Linked DNA regions of Danio rerio: regions 2 and 3 are each linked to region 1. The links are chromatin contacts, called in public HiCAR-type maps. All regions are on one chromosome and are shown on one strand. Each heading gives the region's core, a stretch centred on a gene start, on an enhancer-like site or on the middle of the called end of the contact. The rest is flanking DNA. Distances are from core to core; before and after follow the strand shown. Region 1 holds the start of cd180 (CD180 molecule). Region 2 holds the start of pik3r1 (phosphoinositide-3-kinase, regulatory subunit 1 (alpha)). Region 3 overlaps LOC141385620 (a long non-coding RNA gene).

Evidence for each region. HiCAR-type assays count read pairs that join an accessible place to other places.
Region 2: a HiCAR-type map of caudal fin shows a contact between it and region 1, with 6 times the contacts expected there. The contact joins the promoter of pik3r1 here to the promoter of cd180 in region 1. A contact is called at or near these places in 2 of 18 Hi-C or Micro-C datasets (caudal fin and hematopoietic stem cells) and 2 of 4 datasets of contacts at active chromatin or transcription factors (caudal fin and embryo).
Region 3: a HiCAR-type map of caudal fin shows a contact between it and region 1, with 5 times the contacts expected there. The contact joins the enhancer-like site here to the promoter of cd180 in region 1. A contact is called at or near these places in 6 of 18 Hi-C or Micro-C datasets (embryo, fibroblasts and an unstated tissue) and 1 of 4 datasets of contacts at active chromatin or transcription factors (caudal fin).

The regions. Positions count from the first base shown.
Region 1 is chr5:60,247,460-60,250,159 of GRCz12tu, reverse strand. cd180 (CD180 molecule) reads right to left here and starts at 1,440. Exons shown (of 3, transcript NM_001310490.1): 1 at 1,312-1,440; 2 at 1,074-1,234; 3 at 1-966. The coding sequence starts at 1,413.
Region 2 is chr5:60,105,007-60,107,706 of GRCz12tu, reverse strand. It overlaps pik3r1 (phosphoinositide-3-kinase, regulatory subunit 1 (alpha)), which reads left to right and starts at 1,448. Exons shown (of 16, transcript NM_001281844.1): 1 at 1,448-1,770. It overlaps LOC141385619 (a long non-coding RNA gene), which reads left to right. Exons shown (of 6, transcript XR_012406376.1): 6 at 1-116.
Region 3 is chr5:60,063,031-60,065,730 of GRCz12tu, reverse strand. All of the region lies in intron 2 of LOC141385620 (a long non-coding RNA gene), which reads left to right. Among named protein-coding and RNA genes, the nearest start is that of slc30a5, 21 kb to the right of the region's middle. Within about 2 kb of position 1,365, at least 6 of the 62 cell types and tissues checked have an H3K27ac peak or open chromatin away from gene starts, as enhancers often do.

The DNA of each region.
Region 1 (2,700 bases), core at 191-2,690:
CTTAGATTGAGAAGCTTCAATTCGCCAAGCCCAAACAGTTGGTTATTACAACAAGGTTCTCTGGGGTTTACTAAACTAACACTAAGGTCCAGCTCCTCTAACAGTCCAAGACTGTCCAAGCATCTATTGCTGAAAGTAAGTTTCTTCAAATTTCCACTTATGGATAAGTGTGTAAGCATGGGGAAATTTCTAGTGTTGCTCTGGCAGACATCTTTAAATTGGTTCTCATCTAGAATAAGATGTGACAATGTAGACAAGCCAGTTGTGTTCAAGGGCAATGCATTCAGATGAGCTCTAGTTAGGTCAAGCTTTTTAAGTCCTTCAAGGCAATGAAAAGTACTATTATTTAGGTCTAAGAAATGCTGAAGCTGGAAATCCAGATCACTTACGAAGATGTTGCAAAAAGATTGTAGCGCAGCTGATGCTATGTATACGTTTGAATCAGTTTCATACAGTCCCAGGTTCAGTCTGTTGGTTTTAATTCCTTCAAGACCTTTCAGGAGGGATGAGATGTTCATCTTATTTAAGCAGCCACTAAAATCAAGACTACTTAGATTCAGTGAATGAAAAGCACCGGGTTCTATATAGATGAAATCATTTCCTTTGAAGCTGATGCTCACCCCAGCCAGGTTGCTGAATGGTTGTAGGTCATTAAAACTTATCCGGTCAATAAAGTTTAAGTCAAGCTGCAAGCTCTTCAAATTTTGCCAGCGAAAATTGCTTAGTCCATCTAATGAGCGAATGTTACTTCCCCTGAGGTCCAAAACCTCTAAATAAGCAAGATTTTCAGATGGGATGTCTGACAGTTGTTTGATCTTTGACTGAACTAGGCTTAGATATTTCAATGCTAGTGGTCCAGAGAAAGCTGTACTTGCGATGAACACAAGAGGGTTTCCAGTTAGGAGAAGGACCTCCAAGTGAGGCTGATATGTAAACACATCTTCATATATGAAAGTGATGCTGCATCTGTGAGTTAGTGTGTGGGGGGGGAAAGATTATTATTATTATTATTATTATTATTATTATTCATGCACAGTTGTACACAGCTTTATGGGTTATTTAGCTTTGCTCACCTTGTCACATCTAAAGAAATTAAGCTTTTTAGCCTCTGAAAGGTGGAGTTGTACAGAGCAGGCAGATAATTGTAGCTGAATTGCAAAATTTGAACAGAATTTGGTATCTCATCTGGGATTGATTGTAGGTCCATATCATTACAATCGTAACCTTTAGTTATCTGAAACACACAATGAAACAAAATAAAACATTAACAGTATCTTAATTTAACATTCAACATTAATACCATAATTGTACCTGTTGACAATGTCTTCTCGCCCATGGTGTTGCTTCATTAAAGACTAAAAAGTGAAAAAGAATAGAGTAAAATGACATGTAAAAAACAAAAAAACTCTCCATTTTCTACAGGACAGAAAAGAATAATGTCTTTTCTTCAGTCAGCTATATAGGTATTAAAAAACAGGAACTTCATGTAAAACGAGAAGTATAGTCGGGTATAACTTCCCAACAATGGTTTAACTGAAAAAAGGGCACCAACTTTTTCAGCTGCATGTGGGAAAATTTCCACTTCTTTCAATATAGTCAAAAATTCCAAAAGTTCCAAAAATATAATGAAAAAAAAGTTTTTATTTTTATCTAATCCCCTATGAGTAGTGCGAGTAAAGAATGTTGATTTGAATTTAAAAATATGTCTGCATCTTATAACAATGGAAAATATATCACTTTAATCATGTGAGACTACTCAATATGGGTTCATTTCACACATTTATGAAAACTAAAATACTCAAAATACAAAGTATTCTATTTTTATTTGTATTAGTATTATTCCCATTAGTGCTCAAGATGTGAATACGTTGTGGAGACTATTTGTGTTGTGGCCTTTAGCTGAATTATGTGTGGATCAAATATTTGTAATTTCTTAATCTTAGAAAATGTAAATTACTTTTTGTTTATCTACATGGTTGATGGCATTAATGATTTCAATTATAATGTAACAAGGCCTGATTTGAATACTAAAACTTTTAGCTTTTCCCCCTTCACTGAAATATCATGCCAATTCACAACCCTCTATTTAATTACGCAATAATCACTCCTAATGAAACATGATTGCATTTTAAGTTGGGTAAGACAAGTGGGTGGTAATAATAATTGCATCTATATATATTAAAAGAGGATGCATCTTCTTTATTTTACTCTAAAAGTATATGACCGAGAGAGCTTTGATTTGAGAAAACGCATGCAATTACAAAAAACGCCAGCAAATTAAGAAAATATATTCATTCATTTGACAGCATACGTGCTACAAATCTTTACAAGTCAAACACATTAAAAAGTTAGTGTTGTGAGGATTTGCAGTACGTATGCTGTCAAACGGATAAATATCTTTTCTTACGTGTATGTATACGTGTTTTTTTGTATTTTATTAATTGAGTGTTGTTTTTTTTTCCTGAAATTGTAATATATTAAGCACTCTCGGCCTCCATATGTTTGAATATTTAATTCTGTCTCTGGCTAGAAAGGGTGACTCCAAATAATTAAATACACGCCGGTAGTTCTAGCCAGCTTAGTCGCTGTTTTATATTTGTTTAATTCATTTGACATGGGTCACTCACACACACTGAGATGATTATAAAACCATAGACACATTCAGGATCAGGACACATTAAAAACCCTGACTTGAACCTC
Region 2 (2,700 bases), core at 199-2,698, 140 kb after region 1:
GTAATACAAATAAAATTATAAATATAAAATTGCACAAGACGTGTATATATATGAAATGTATAATCATCTCACTCATGTCTTGCTGTTTGTGCAATTGCTTTTGTTCAAGTTTATTTAAAAAAAAAAGTTTGACTTTATACTTCTGCAATTATATATATATATATATATATATATATATATATATATATTTGTTTGTTTGTTTGTTTATTATTATTTTAATGTTTTATTAAAAAATGTTTCAAGATGTTTCTTCAGAATTCTGCAGTACTTTTTACAAGTTTGACTTGTACTATTTTACGGATTGTCATTGGTATTTTTAAGATGTTTCTTGCTATATCTTAAATTGGTTTCTATATTTAGGTTTATATAAAATTTAGCTGTTTTTTACAAATTTTTAATTCAAGTCTATTGGGAAAACAGGGTTGTTTAAAAAAACATATGTGTTTGTGTGTAATTTTTAGATTTTTTGTTTAAATCTTTCTGTGTGTCTTTATTGTGTTGTTTTTATATTGATATTCTTGTGCACTTCAAAATTATTTATAAAATTTTAGTTCTATTTTTTTCATGCAATCAATAAACGTTTAACATTTATTTATTTTGTCATTTGTCTGATTATTTTCATTACAGAATATGTATGCAGTTTGCACTTTATTCAAAGGTTAAACGCAGTGCTTACACTTTGTGTTTACATTATAGCCTGTGTTTGCTGTTATATAAATTCAAATGGTTGTAATACCATATATCAAGTACCAATGTAATACCAAAAGGTTTTATAAGGTGTATAAATACGGAGTCGCGCCAGCTCCGGGCCGCAGCGCACATTACCCTCGCGCCGATTCCGGCGCGGATGCGCAGCGTCGGCTCGCTTACGGCCGCCGCATCTGGCCCGCTTGATTCGGGCCGGAATCCACAGGCATCCGGCCCGAGTCCGGCAGCCGAAGTTGGGCCGAGGGGTTAGTCTCCGGCAGGCGACAATCTAGCCGGAACTGGCCCGAGTGTATTTTGCTATCTGGGGAGGTTTGCAAAAAAAAATTAAATCTCTTAATATTTTGTTTAATAGAAGAAAGAAACTAAATGTTTGAAAAAAGTATGAGCTTAAGATTAAGGGGACAGGTTAAGGGGTTGCGGCCCATTTGGGGTTTTTAATAATCCACATGGGCCCCTTATCACAGTTGCTTCGGGCATTGAGTCTATGTGATATAACCTAGTAAATAGTCTACTTTTGTAGAAAATCAGTCACATTTCAATTGCCACATTACACACATCATGATAGCAGATATTATTTAATTCTCAATAGATGTCATGGCTAGTTATCTTTCTCTCGAAACACCGTGAATCCCCAGCCATTTTAGCATGTATGGAGATAGTCGAGGCGTAAGGGGGACTGGCACTGACGCAAGCTGGAAGGCGTGGTTTGTGTTCTGGTGTTCCTGCCATTGAAGGATTCAGTGTGTGGTGACTCGGGCGGAGTCGGTTTTACTGTCGGGAAACGAGCACAGTTGTTAAGTAAAATATTTTTTTTAAAGAAGCTAATTTAGATGGATGGTTAAAATTTAACTTACTACTGGACGTTACTTCCCCGAAGACTCGTCTTATGAAGTGCTTTATAGCTCTTGGCGTGGTTGGATTTCTTGGAGAGCTGCGTAAACTGGAGTTACGGGAAGCGAAGGAGATTTTCTCGGCCCTGGCTATCATGAACGGGACCCTTACAACTTGCTAAAGTTCGCAGAAATTCATCAGTTCCTTTCGGTTTTCATCATTTCTTGCAAGGTATGTTTGTTTGATGAAATGGACCGTGTGTTTAAGATGAATAACTTATGTGCTTTAAGGTTGAGATTATAGTAAATTTGGCAGGATCTCTTTACTGTGTCGATTGTTCCAGTACAGCGTGTCCCAACTGCATCCTATTACATGCTCTCCCTTTACTTAACTATTTGACACTGACAATTTATTATGGCCGCAGCTCTTCGTGTATGTGTAAGTGTCGGAGATTTAGTTGTTATTTTCTAATGTTGATTTGCTCATAAAGCAATCGTTTCGTTTACGGTATATATTTTTATTATTATTACTTAAGGCTAATGTTAGCTTATATGCTAACCCCGAGCATGCAGAATTAATGAAACTCAATAAATATGAATGTAACGTTAACTTTTAAGTTAGTTTTAAGTAAACACCAAATGCAAGGAGACTTCATGCGGTCAGTTCGATTAAAATCTCCTGTGTGTGATTTGTAGCTTTTGTTTAAATATTGAATTTTGTGCGTATAAAGATACGCTTCAACTATCTGTCGTGCGGATTCGTTTGCGCTTGGCTAAATTAATCAAACGTTAGTTGGTTTATACCATTGCGCTGGTTAATAATCGTTAAATAATCTGTTAGATAAGTAACGTTACTTTCAAACTTGTGGAGGGTTTTGCTCTGTCAGCATTTCTACATTGGAGTTTCTTCTGCGCCATTTGGTCTTTAATTCGCACTTGTGCAGAAATGTTGTACACTTGTTCTTTTGACGTCGCATTTATGTGTGCGGTGCTACCTAACAATGAAATTTTTTTGTTGTTTGACATGACATCAAGTATTTATACAAAGGTGTAGCCGCAATAATAAAATATTTACATTAGCTCAGTTTGTATTTTGTGGTGAATATACGCATTAGTTTTTATGTTTGCCAAATGTGTTTGTTTTTTGCATCAACGTAGATAA
Region 3 (2,700 bases), core at 116-2,615, 180 kb after region 1:
CATACTGAGGTAATTTTTTTTATTTCCTGACATTAAATTAGGTTCCAAATTCCTCCCATTTTGAAGCCCACCGCAACGACATAGTAGTGCAGTTTCCTCGCCCACCGAATTAATTAACAGCCGCGTTTTAAGATGTCTCTGTAGTAACTATTAACACGTGTAATCATATCAACAAGACAGGATGTGTGCAAACCAACCAGGATTAAAAGACCTGTTCAGCTAACTGTGATCATCAATCATAAATAAATGTGATCAGAAATGAGTTTAACTACTTTAACACTTAACTATGAATTACAGTGATTTTATTATCATCACCACAGCAGCGTGTCAGTACAATTATCAAAGAAGACACTTTAATCCCAGTTTGTGGATGTTAAATCAGGTTTATTTTGTACATTAACATAATGAGTATCCATACATCGGTAGACATTAATCTGTATCCTGTCACATTTACTGTGCAAAAACAGTGCAAAGTTAATGTAATTGTAATGACATTGTGTGTGACTCATCCAAAGGCTTAACCTATCTCCACAACAAATACATAAAATAATCATTGAGATAGTTCCTACTGTAGTATTTCTCACAAATGTTATGTTACGAGATCTGCTCCCTTCGTGTCTGTCTCTGAGCTGTTTATCTGACAGAGACAGAGACAAAGACACACTGACAGGCACGTGGGAAGGGTGGGCAGGGAGAACTAGCGTTAAAGGCACAGGCAACAAAAACAGCTACATTGTGTTTACAGCAGAACATTCCAACATTCTGAAAGGTAGAATAAATAATTTGATGTTTTTCAGAGCTGAAACTTTACAGTTTATGTCTGATAATAATTTTTCTTCTAAATATAGTCTTGTTTGTTTTATTTCAGTTAGAATAAAAGCATTTTTTAACTACAAACTATATTTTAAGATATATTTTTTTTCGATAGTCTACAGAAATAACCTATTGTTTTACAATAACTTGCCTAATTACCCTAACCTGCCTAGGTACCCTTACTAGCCTAGTTAAGCCTTTAAATGTCACTTTAAGCTGTACAGAAGTGTCTTGAAAAATATCTAGGCAAATATTATTGGCTGTCATCATGGCAAAGATAAAATAAATCAGTGATTAGAAATTAGTCCTTAAAACTATTATGTTTAGAAATGTGTTGAAACAATATTTTCTCCGTTTAATAGAAATTGGGGGAAAAAATAAATAGAGGGGCTCATAATTCAGGGGGTTAATAATTCTGACTTCAACTGTATATGCTAAGATAAAAAATGTACCTTTTGAAAGTACCTTTTTTTTCTTAATATTGACATATTGACTCACTGGCATTGAATGGATTGGGTGCTTTTGACCCGACTGAGGGTCCTGAGGTTCTGATGTGTGGTATGGAGATAAGATAAAGGTTCAAAGTGCACATCTGAAAGAGCCCAGACCATTAGTTTACTCTTATGCAACAAGCTGTTAATGGTTTGCTAGGCATATTCATGATATTAAGTGCTGATCCTTCAATGTATCTACTAAAACTCAACAAAGGTTTTACTCATAACTTTTGTATAGTGTTTAATATATTTTTAACCATCAATGTGATTTCAAAACGTTATGAAAAAGAAAAGCAGGGTCCCCGCGGGGCCTTAAAAAGTCTTAAAATCACTGAAATATTGTCTTGTAGGTCTTAAATAATTTTAAAAAGGTCTCAATTTTCCTGGGTCAAAGTAAAGCTACCTATAATGGGCCGACCATCCATCCGATCACAGACAATCCATCTCAATAAAACTTTTTTCTTTTCAAGTTTCTTTATTGCAACGAGATCCAATTTACAATAGCTGTTTGAATTTTTTTACAGCAATTTCTCTAAATTAAATTCTCTAATTAGGGAAAGAAAACTAAAAACAATTATACAATTCCTCATGATAATAACTGAGCAACATATCACTTAACATGATATATTATATTCAATCAGTTTGGACCAAAAGTCAACAAATGTATATTTTTGATTATTTATGTCATTGTCTCTGTAATAAATATTTTTTAACAATGTTAAACTTGTCATTAACAAAAAAAAAAAAGAAATATTATGTTAAAAAGTGTATACAATTAAAGTTTTCTTGTTTAGACACATTCAAATCTCTCTCTCTCTCTCTCTCTCTCTCTCTCTCTCTCTCTCTCTCTCTCTCTCTCTATATATATATATATATATATATATATATATATATATATATATATATATATATATATATATATATATATATATATATATATATATATATACATATATATATAATTCATTTCCTTGTCGGCCTAGTTACTTTATTAATCCGGGGTCCCCACAGCGGAATGAACCGCCAACTTATCCAGCAAGTTTTTACACAGCGTATGTCCAGTCCCAACCCATCTTTGGGAAACATCCACACACACTCATACAATACGGACAATTTAGCCTACCCAATTCACCTGTACTGCATGTCTTATGACGGGGGAAACCAGAGCACCGGGAGGAAACCCTGGGAAAACATGCAGACTCCACACTGAAACGCCAACTGAGCCGAGGCTCAAACCAGCGACCTTCTTGCTGTGAAGTGACAGCACTACCTACTGCGCCACTGCTTCGCCCCATATATAGGAAGAATATATATATTTTCCCCATCTTCTGTTTAACAGAGAGAAGATTTTTTTCAACACATTTCTGAACATAATAGTTTTAATAACTCATTT